Linked DNA regions of Sus scrofa: region 2 is linked to region 1. A link is a contact called in public HiChIP or PLAC-seq data. All regions are on one chromosome and are shown on one strand. The core of a region is the stretch at or near the end of the contact, and the rest is flanking DNA. Distances in the headings are between cores, read along the strand shown. Region 1 overlaps CHST9 (carbohydrate sulfotransferase 9). Region 2 has its middle 220 kb from the start of CHST9.

Evidence for each region. HiChIP or PLAC-seq counts read pairs in DNA pulled down with a chosen protein or histone mark.
Region 2: an H3K27ac HiChIP or PLAC-seq map of skeletal muscle shows a contact between it and region 1, with 6 times the contacts expected there. The contact joins two enhancer-like sites. A contact is called at or near these places in 2 of 47 Hi-C or Micro-C datasets (epiblast stem cells and skeletal muscle) and 1 of 2 datasets of contacts at active chromatin or transcription factors (skeletal muscle).

Annotation. Positions count from the first base shown.
Region 1 is chr6:111,555,044-111,560,442 of Sscrofa11.1, forward strand. The region is part of intron 7 of CHST9 (carbohydrate sulfotransferase 9); the gene reads right to left. Among named protein-coding and RNA genes, the nearest start is that of AQP4, 140 kb to the left of the region's middle. Within about 2 kb of position 3,413, at least 2 of the 83 cell types and tissues checked have an H3K27ac peak or open chromatin away from gene starts, as enhancers often do. A contact at or near this core is called in skeletal muscle, where this site is marked.
Region 2 is chr6:112,069,750-112,075,069 of Sscrofa11.1, forward strand. No RefSeq gene overlaps it. Among named protein-coding and RNA genes, the nearest start is that of CHST9, 220 kb to the left of the region's middle. Within about 2 kb of position 3,517, at least 1 of the 83 cell types and tissues checked has an H3K27ac peak or open chromatin away from gene starts, as enhancers often do. A contact at or near this core is called in skeletal muscle, where this site is marked.

The sequences.
Region 1 (5,399 bases), core at 2,163-4,662:
CTTTCACTTTTCCACCAGTGGTTTTAGTCTTGTATACACCCCATGAAACGGGTTTTCCGGCTTGTCTGTGTCCGGGGAGAGATAAGCATGTAAGAATGCGGGGTTTTTTTCCTCTTATGTTTCTCCCCATTTACTTGATCAGTGTGGGAAATGGATCTCCTCCGACATCAGACAACATTTTGTCTATTTCCATCCAGTTTAGGGAAAACTGATCCTTGAAACACCTTTTATTGATTTCTTAAAGAAAGAGGGATCTGAATGTCTGAAAGGAGAAAAAGTAAAAAACAAACAAACACAACAAAACAAAACAAAACTCCACAAAACAGGAATAAAACCAAAGCTAGAACTGCACCTAACAGCTAATGAAAACAAAGAAGCACAATAAGGCAAAAGAACAAAGCCAGAGGCAGTGGGAGGAAAAATGAAATGAAAGAGGCCTGTAAAAATAAAGACCACATAACAATGGGCAATGGGGTGGGGGGCTTTGCCCCCCATCCCAGGAAGAGGAAAGAAGGGGATGCCGTCAGGGAGAAGGAGACCATAAGGAAGCCACCCATGGGACCGAGGGACATGAGGAAGCCGTCCCCACGGTGTCTCCCTTTTTTATTATCATGACTTTCTCCTTTTAGCATCACGGTCATACTCCCAGTGGCGAAAGACAGAGGGAGAAGACAGGACTTCTGCCTTCAAAACTCTGCCCACATTCCATGCTCCCTCTCTAACCAACCTGGTACCTAAAAATAGTTCATTAGAAGACGTCCTGAATTCTTACGTCTCTAACCAGGTGTTTTTATTTTTGTTTTTTCCTTCCTTGAAAAGGTATAGGTCAGTAATGGCTCCATTTCAGAAAGTACTTTTGGTAATGCTGATTTTATATCCCTAAGTGCCCCCTAGTGACAAGGTCCAATTTCAAAATCGCAGTCGTTCTCTTCCCCAGGTTTCCTTTTCTCAGAACCAACGTGGCCGTCTCAGGGACAAAGCACCTGACTCATTAACAATTTATTTTAATTAGTCAGAGAGGAAAGTTTCTTGAACTACTGTAGGATGCTGTAAGTGTGCATTCCTGTTTTTGTTTATACATGAACATATAATTGGAAAAATTGATCGTCCCCTATTAGAAGATCAGGACTCCCTCAGTTATTTTATTACAAAGCCAACAATTTGGGAATGTAATCAGTCATATCCTTCCTCCTCCTCTGTTAAGTTTTCTGAAAACTCAAGACTCTTGACAGTTTCTTTTTCTTCATCTTGTGAAACAATAAAATAGCAGCACAGCCAAGAAGAATGACATGCCTCCCCCCCCCCGCCCCCGCCCCCGTCATCACATCTGATACCCTGCACCCTTGGGGGGGGTGGCTAAGAGGAAAAATGTTGCAATTACAAACATTTAGGCTTAAATACTAATTTAATAACTTCCTGTGGAATATGGGGCATACTATGTAATTTTGTTAAACGTTAGTTTTATATCTGCAAAATGGGAATAATAATAAAGGACTGTTATGGGGGATTAAATCAGGTATTAGAAGTTAAGCGCTTAGCAGCACATCTTTGTATATTTAGGGCTTAATAAATGATAATTATTAAGACATGCAGCCCAATAATTGATAGAGTCCACCTGTGACTTTTCTTCTGTCTCTGTAGATATTTGGTAGCAATAATCTCAATACTCGGAAGGAAAGTCACAATGACCTTTAAATAGGCTGTGTTGACTTCTAGTCAAGGGTATTTTTAGATTCTATTTAGAATCTAAGTGCTCAAGAGCTTAACCAGGACATTCAACACACCCAGTAATGTGGTAACAAACTGTCTGAATAAAAAAGGCCAATGGGAGTTATGAAAACTTTTCTCTGTATATCCCTACCACACCTACCCATTCATGAATGCATCATTCTCAGTGTATCATTCTCATTTTATCAATAGGGAAACAAAGGCACAGAAAGGCTATATCCTTGGGGGGAAAAGGGTGTGGGAGGAGAGACATCCCTCTGAGGGAGGGGAGGGGATGGATCAAAATCTCCTGGAGGGAGTGATTTTTCCCATGTACCGCACCACCACACTCCTCCAGGAGCAAAAGATACTTAAGAATAGAACAGTTCTTGCCTTGTTGCCCCTGAGCCACTGTTACTGATGCAAGTATGTTCAATTCTTTAGTCACTTCTGGGCTGGAAATAAGGTTAGGGACCACTAGGTTGGTAACTGATCTTCAGTGAGAACCTTAGGTCAGTTACACTACAGGAATTATCTCTATGTCTTATATTCAGAATTTTTAGCCCCAAATATTTCTGGCTTTCCTTACTTGAACCCTCTAAACTTGCCCTGGTCCTATTTCCATCACCTATTTACAGATCTAGTTAAAGGGAAAACTGATTAGTCTGAAGTTCAAAGAATCAGGAGGAAATTGGAATTTTTCTCTCTGATGTAATCAAAATAATAGACTTTAGCCAATGCCCTGAAGAGAAAGAGGTTAGGTGCTCTAGGTTTTATTAATTTTTCTTATTTATTTACTTGCCCAGGATCAGATGCTCACTGACAAATCTATTTTCAGAGATGTCTAAAATTCACACCTCAGGCATGGGAAGGGTATGCTATACTCACAGAAGTTAACCAATTTCAGTGAATTTGGGGGCAAGTAAGTATTTCTGTTGTTCTGAAAACCTCTAGCAATGCATGGATCATGAACTGATTTTAAAATAGTATTCCCGGAGTTCCCATCGTGGCGCAGTGGTTAACGAATCCGACTAGGAACCATGAGGTTGCGGGTTCGGTCCCTGCCCTTGCTCAGTGGGTTAAGGATCTGGCGTTGCCGTGAGCTGTGGTGTAGGTTGCAGACGCGGCTCGGGTCCTGCGTTGCTGTGGCTCTGGCGTAGGCTGGTGGCTATGGCTCTGATTAGACCCCTAGCCTGGGAACCTCCATATGCCGCAGGAGCGGCCCAAGAAATAGCAAAAAAATAAAAATAAAGTAAAAGCCTTGTTCTTAAAAAAATAAAATAAAATAAAATAAAATAGTATTCCCTGTGCTTGCTTCGGCAGCACATATACTAAAACAGTATTCCCTGCCATATAAATTTTTAGTGTAATTCTGTTGGTCTGTTTTATCATTTAATTTCCATTCGCTTGATTTCAGGAATGGCTGAGGTATCCCCAGTTCTTTACCCTCCTAACATTCTAGTGTGTCACATATAGAGCTGTTACCGTTGTTTCTAAAAGCTCTTTCCCACGCCCCGCTGCAGAGCTCTTCTCTTCTACTGAGATTCGTCATCCCCGGCCCCTTTCCAGATGCAAATGATTTATGGGATTGCGTCTCAGCCTTCCTGGGATGGCTGCAATTTTAGAAGTTACTTCGGCTCAAACTGTCACCTAAAATGGCATGCAGAACCGTCGGATCCCATTGGTCTGGAGCACGTCAGACCAGCAAAGCCAAGTTGTCTGAATCGCTTCAGTGCTGGTGAATAGGATACTGGTGAATGGGCAGGACTCCTGAGTCAGTAATTTATTGTGACAATTTCAAGCATAGCCTGAAAGTAGGCAAGAGGACACAGTATGTTTTCAGCACTCCAGGGCTCACTCTGCGTGTGTGTTTTTTCCCATTTATTCCGTGGAGCTCACCTCCTGTCTTTTAAAATTGCAAGTCGGATATGTACATCCTCCATTCTCGTATCCAAGTCTTCTAAGTGAAGAAACTTGACTTTAGTCTCATGCTTACATGTGTCAGGAAATGGCTGCTTCCTGTTAAAGAACAGCTTGGGCATCAGCGAATAGGTGGTAGGGATATATTTGTGAATGTGGGTGCATCTCAAAAAGAAGGCACAGGGAGCTCCCTTGTGGTGCAGTGGGTTAAGGACCTGGCATTGTCACTGCAGTGGCTCGGGTCAGAAGAAAAAAGAAGGCACAAGCCTCCTTCATCTGAGTCTGACCTTGCCTTTGAGAAATGATGAAACTTTGGTGGATTCAAATTACCCTTCCTTGGATGCTTAGTCCCTCTTTGTAGTTTAGAAAAAACAAACAAACAAAAAACCAGAGTGCACACAGCCTCAAAGAGGATGGGTTAAGACTAGGACCAAACAGAATCAAAACCTTTCAGATTTTTCCTTCCAAGATGAGAAAGCTATGTGAGATAAACTTGGAGTGGCTGGGAAGTAGATTTTAGAAGAGAGAAAGAAAAAGAGGAGCTGTAGCAGTCTTCATTCATTCAGCAAAAAATTTCGAGGCCTTCTATGTATTAGAACCTATACTAACAGATGGAGGTTCAGGGGTGAATACAGTCTGGATGGGAAGATAAGTCACAGAATTACCCAGATAATGACACAATGACAAAAGTGGTAGCGGAGGTAATGACATAGAGGGGGTTAAAAGAGGGAAGAGCAAGGAAAGGAAATCTAGTCCAGAGGACTTGGGAAGATTAGAGAACTTCCTGGAGGAAGTGATATTTCATCGGAACCCCAAGGCAAAGCATGGATGTGGGGAGGGATGGGTGGGGTGAGGCAGGGGTAGAATTTCAGGGATAAAGGAACATGAAGAAGCTTTTGTGATTAAGCTGCTGAGAGAAGCCCAAGACAACAGAAGGGATGGTCAGATCAGTGGAACAGGAAGTGGGCTAGAGAGCTGGGAGCAAAGGGTAGACGGCAGAAGACCATGTAAAGGAAACTGCATTTTCTTCTAAGGACAGCGGGAAGTCTCTGAGACATTTCAAACTGTGGAACAACACACCAGATCTGCATTTGGTAAAATTCATTCTGGCTGTGATATGGACAACAGGATAGAAAGGAGCCCAACGGAGGCATGAAGGGAGCAGTTGGGTGGATATTTTCCGAGCCAATGAGGTGGCGGGTAGAGAAACAGAGAGAGAGCAAATATATATTTTAGAGATAAAACTGATAGGACCTGTATCTGAATATGAGGGCGAAAGAAGAGGCAAAGTGTCACGTACCAAGTTTCCAGCAGTCGCAATTAGGGGACATTGACTGAGGGATATTGGAGGCAGGGCAGGCTTGAGGGGGATACAGTAATGGTACCTGGATAGGCAGCTGGTTAGATGGCGCTGATGGTATGGGCACAGCAAGTGGGAAGAAAGGCTGTCTATGGGAGTGGATGAAATCACTAGGGAAAATGTAGATTAAAAAGCCGGGTAGACCTAGAGGTGAGCAAAGAAGAATCTAGGGTATAAAATTCAGATGGAAGAAAACAGCTCCTCAAAGGGATGAAGGAAGAAGAGAGCGGGAGGAGGAAAAGGCATTTTTTTCAAGGAGAAAGTGATAAGGTAAAAGACCCTGACCTCAAGTCAGATGGACCACAAAGTGTCCTTTGAATTGAACAACTCGGAGATCAGCAAGAGCAAGCTGGTGGAGTGGCTGGGGCGGAAGCCAGACTGGTATGATCAAGGGGGTGGCCAGGGGGGTGAG
Region 2 (5,320 bases), core at 2,267-4,766, 510 kb after region 1:
CCACCTTGTTCTTATGAGACAGGAGATAGGTTCGTAGCCTTGGAAAATGCAGTCTCTCACTTGAAGTCCAGAATTGTGGATCAAAAAGCCTCAGAAGAGAACACAGTAGAGGCTCTCAAATTTGAGTGTGCATTCAGAATCATCCAGAAGGTCTAAGAAAACATATATTGTTGTTGAGCCTCACTTGCAGAGTTTCTGAGTTTTTTTTTTTTTTTTTATGGCTGCACCTGCAGCAAATGGAAGTTCCCACCTAAGGCTCAAAGCTACCAGCCTATACCACAGCCATGGCAACACAGGATCCAAGCTGTCTCTGTGACCTCTGCTGCAGCTTGCAGCAATTCCAGATCCTTAACCCACTGAGTGAGGCCAGGGATTGAACCCCATCCTCAGAGAGACAGCACTGGGTTCTCAACCCACGGAGCCGCAACAGGATCTCCAGAGTATCTGACTTACATAGGGCTTGAGATCCTGGAATTAGGCCTGAAAACTGCATTTCTAGCAAGTGTCAGGTGATGTTGGTGTTCCCATCAGAGATCTCCCTTGGAGAGTCATTGGAATAAAACAAGAAAAGAAGCCTGGGACAAATTCTTGATGTGATCCAAGCAAAACAGACCAAGACAGTAAAGTTTACTGAGAATAAGCAGAGAAGGAGGGTGTGGTGTCACAAAAGCCAAAAGGAGGGAGTGTTCAGGGAGAGGTCAAAGGACAGGAGTGCTTTCCTGGTTGATTCCATTACCCAAACTTCATTATCTTTCTTTCGTCCTATTGTTCTGAGAGTTTTCTAATTTGATTCACATCAGAAGATAGGATTTACTTTTACTTTATTTTGACCTGAATTCTCTATGTAGACCCTTCTTATGGCAGACACATTTCAAAGTCAAATTTATTTGAATCAGATATATAAATCCAATAACATGTCCCAGGCTCACGGATTGAAAGCTCCTAATGCTCCACTTTTTCAAAGGGTGGTAATAATCCATTATTACATAGGATCAAAGATCAACTCTAATTTACATGATGTGACACTTGCATTTGAATTTGAGTACAACTCATTCTCTGGGAATCTACGTGTAAAATAAAATGGTGAAGACAAACTAATATTCTGACAAAAAATTAATAGGAATTTTCTGGTTTTCTTATTACCCTGTATTCACCCATCTTTGCTCACCGCATTGTCACTCCATGTTGGGTATGAGACATAAATAGAACCTGGTGTAAGCAAAGGTAATTTTTCTAGACAAAACTGTTGAAACTACACTTCCCTCAAGAAAATGGAGAGAAGGCTGTTACAATTTCATGGGAAGTGTTTCATTTGGCATTTAAAGGCTCCTATTGGTTTAAAAATATGCAAGAGAAAATAAAGCGAGAGGGATGACATCAATAAAAGATTTGAAGTCAATACATTTCCTTGTAAAGGTCTCTATCTCAAAGTTAGGAATTTACATTTTTCTTCATGAAGTGGAAAAGGACATCCCACAATAAGTGAAGATATAGAAGTCACAGACTTTGCCCTCTGACACGGTTTCTGAATTTTCATTTGGTGTTATCTATTCCTCTGTTTGATATTGAAGCTTTAATGTAAATGTCTATAAAGAAAGTCAGATTGAGACCAAGTACAGCCCTGTGGGGCTCCTGGGTGCAAAAGCCTTTCTGTGCCCCCATTTCTTGTTCTTAGGAAACGGCCTCGTCCAGCCACCATGACCTTCGCTGAGTTCCTAGGGAAGGTTCAGACAGTTGATGATCAGGGAAGGGAGGGGATACAAAGACAAGGGAGGAACAGTCAAAGATAGCTTAGAGTCTTTCCTTGTCCTTCTCCCTGGCTGAACTGCACCCTAAGCTAAAGAGTAGGTACCCTGAGCACAATTGCCTGTGAGTTAAAGGTTATTAGCACATGATGTTTTTCAGGAACTTTCCTAGTTTGTTCACTCTGATCAATATGCCCTTTTCACAGGTACTGTTATTCTAGGCAATCACCCAAAAGACCACCACCATGATCATGCAGAGATATCCTGACTCCAGCTTTGATGACTAAGTTCCCCCAAAGAAAGAAGAATGCATGTTTGTCCCGATCCTGATTCCTATCTGAAAACCTGTTTTTCTCTTTTTACTGTAAAACTCCTCACAATTCTTTCCAGTGGGGGATGGAGGGCATTAGCCTGCTTTGCCTGCAAAGCAATAAAGCTATTTTTTTTCTCCTTTACCCAAAACTCTGTTTCTGCATTTTAATTTGGCACTGGCAGACAGAGGCTGAATTTCAGCAACAAGATGTAGCCTATCTTGCCTGCCTTTTGTTCCTACCAACATTTCCAGAGAGAGAGATCAAGACAGAATAAGAGGCATGTTCCAATGCTATAGTAATATTTTCCAACAACAATGCTATAATGAGATTTTCTTTATTAACAATAACCCTGCTCAGATGCCCTTCTAAATGAACTTATTATTTTATTTTAGTAAGGAAACCCATCCCATTTCTCAAAAGTAAGAGGTAGTTGTTTTGTGACAACAGTGGGGCACTGAGAAAAGGCCACTGGAAGACTTCCCACTGAAGGCATCATCTCTTAGCAGTCAGTCATGTGGACTAAACCCATCACCACCAGCAGAGTAGAGATAGGAACTGGGGACCCCTATGTGCAGCCTGCCCCCTTCGGCACTGGCCCAGGAGCTCTGCGTTCATACAGCAGAAGGCACTTGTCACCAGCCATGGATCGGGAATGGGAAGGAGGGTGGTAGGAGGTGATGACAATAGACAGTCATGATGGTGCAGGGCAAGAAGGCACCTGGGTTTAGGAAGGGTAGTGAGAGGGATATGGAATTGTTGTACAGTTGGCTCTCTGTATCTGAAGGCTCCACATCCAAAGATTCAACTAACCTTGCATTGAAAAGATTTGGAAAAATACTTCTAGAAAGTTTCAAATAAGAAAACTTGAATTTGTCCTGTCTGGTAACTATTTACATAGCATTTACATTGTATTTACAACTATTTACATAGCATTTACATTGTATTAGGTATTAGAAGTAATCTGGAGATGATTTAAAGTATAAGGATGTGCAGATATGCGTAGGTTATATGCAAATACACCTTTTTATATAAAGCACTTGAGTATCCTTGGGTTTTGGTATCTGTGGGGGTCCTGGAACCAATCACCCCATGGGGAGAGATGATGGTAATACAAATTTGAATAGTAAATTTGAAAGTGAGAGTCCCTTACATATTAATAAATTCCAAGGAGATTAAAAGGAGCAATAGCTACCAACGTGAGTGATAAAGACAAAAATAAAAGCAAAGGCTTTTGCAAAGAAAAAAAAAGCTTACAGAAAAGTTTTCATGGTTTTATTCCCCAGTTAAGCTGACTTGTGTTATGTCCTTTTAGCCACTGAATTATTTTTTCTTTCCCTATTTTTAAAAATAGTATGACATTATAATTGTCATTTGTTCTTGTATATGTCACCCACAAGACTGGGAAACATGAATCTTCCCTTGTCCCCCAGTGCCAGGGCAAGCACTTTCAAGCTAGCAAAAGATGCAGGCTATGCAGTTTTCTCTCCTCGCCTTGCATTTGTGCAATTACTCAGTCCTTACAACAGGCAAGAAAGCAGATAAACAAGTAGCTACGGAAGTCTCCAGAGGAAGAAAGAGATCAGGATTGTCTTAATGTTCCCAAGTACAACATAAAAAAGAATTTTCAGACTCTCAGACCATTTCATCCACTTTATAAAGGCAATAAGGTAGACAAAGATATGCTCATTTCTATTTCAATAATAATATGTGTCAGGATCATTTTGCATGAAGGTTAGCAGAACCATCCATCATTTCAGCTGAACTGCATATTTTCTTGTTCAACATTGATAGATTTTTATTTTAACCTTAGACGTTCCTCTCAAGGGACTCTATTAGGGACTCTGTCATTTTTTATTCTGCTCTGTTACTCCTCCTTTGTAAACTTTGATGTATGCAGACAACATATTCTGGCTAGGGAAATTTAATTAGGTAAGTCTACAAATTAATTGTTGCAATTAGGCTGCTTCTAACTGCCTGGTGTTATGAATTTACTTATGCAGTAATTATTATCAGATGTCTGGGATAAAAGCCTATGGAGCTAAAGGTGCTACTATTCAGATGTATACACAGCACTCCACGTCAATTAGCCACCAGTAAATAAATAAATAAATAAATAAATGCAGGTATTTTTAAAAAATTAAGAAGAAAGAAAAAATATGTCTCTGTGGCCAAATGCACATGCATTTTGACAAGCAATTTGTTAACAAAACCTAGAGGATTGTTTTCTTTGTATACTGCAAAATTCAAAATGTTAACGATTATATAAATCACCATAAAACAATTTGCTGGTATATAAACTAGACGAAAACAAAAACTTCAACTTCATCCTATGAAAGGCATGTAGATATTCTGTTCATAGTCATGATTCCAAGTATATGAAGACACTAATGAATTTTCGGTAAATTTTGTTTTTAATCTTTAAGATCATCTACTACAACAAAATTTTATGGAGCATATCTTTTTAAGCACCTTTGAATTTTAAGGAAATAAACAATGGTGCTTCAAGATGTTTTCTCAAATCTACTTGTGTAACAAGGGGCACTATGGTTTTTAGGAAAGAAAGATATGGAGTTCCCATTGTGGCTCAGCCACAAAAACAAATCTGACTAGCATCCATGAGGATGCCAGATTCCATCCCTGGACTCACTGGGTGGGTTGAGGATTTGAGGATCAGGTGTTGCCGTGAGCTGTGGCGTAGATCACAGACGTGGCTCAGATCCCACGTTGTGGTGTCGTGGTGTAGACCAGCAGCTGCAGCTCCAACTGGACCCCTGGCCTGGAAACCTGCATATGTCAAGGGTGCGGCCCTAAAAAAAGACAAAAAAAAAAAAAAAAAAAAGCAAAGAAAGATCTAATACCATCAGTTGAAAGAAAGAAAGAAAGAAAGCCAAGAGAGACCAATCCTGGCAGAGACGGAAGCCTATGAACAGAAGTTGGAAAGTCATACAGTAAAGTGAGAATGACTCATAGGTAGAAATGTAAATCGGTGTGTTCTTCCTGAAGAGCAATTTTGAAATGAATTTCTGGTCATTTTAGTACATTCATTATTTTTGATCCAGTAATTTTAAAAATGAGATTAAATCTTAATAACACCAAACTTAAAAGTAACAGACACACATCTAAGTATCAATACTAATAATCCCCAAGTCGTAGCAACTCATATTGTCACCATGATCATTATTATGTTTGCAAAAACTTCAATTCATTTATTACCACATTCATTTAACAAATATTTACAAATCACCTACTGCATGCAAAGCA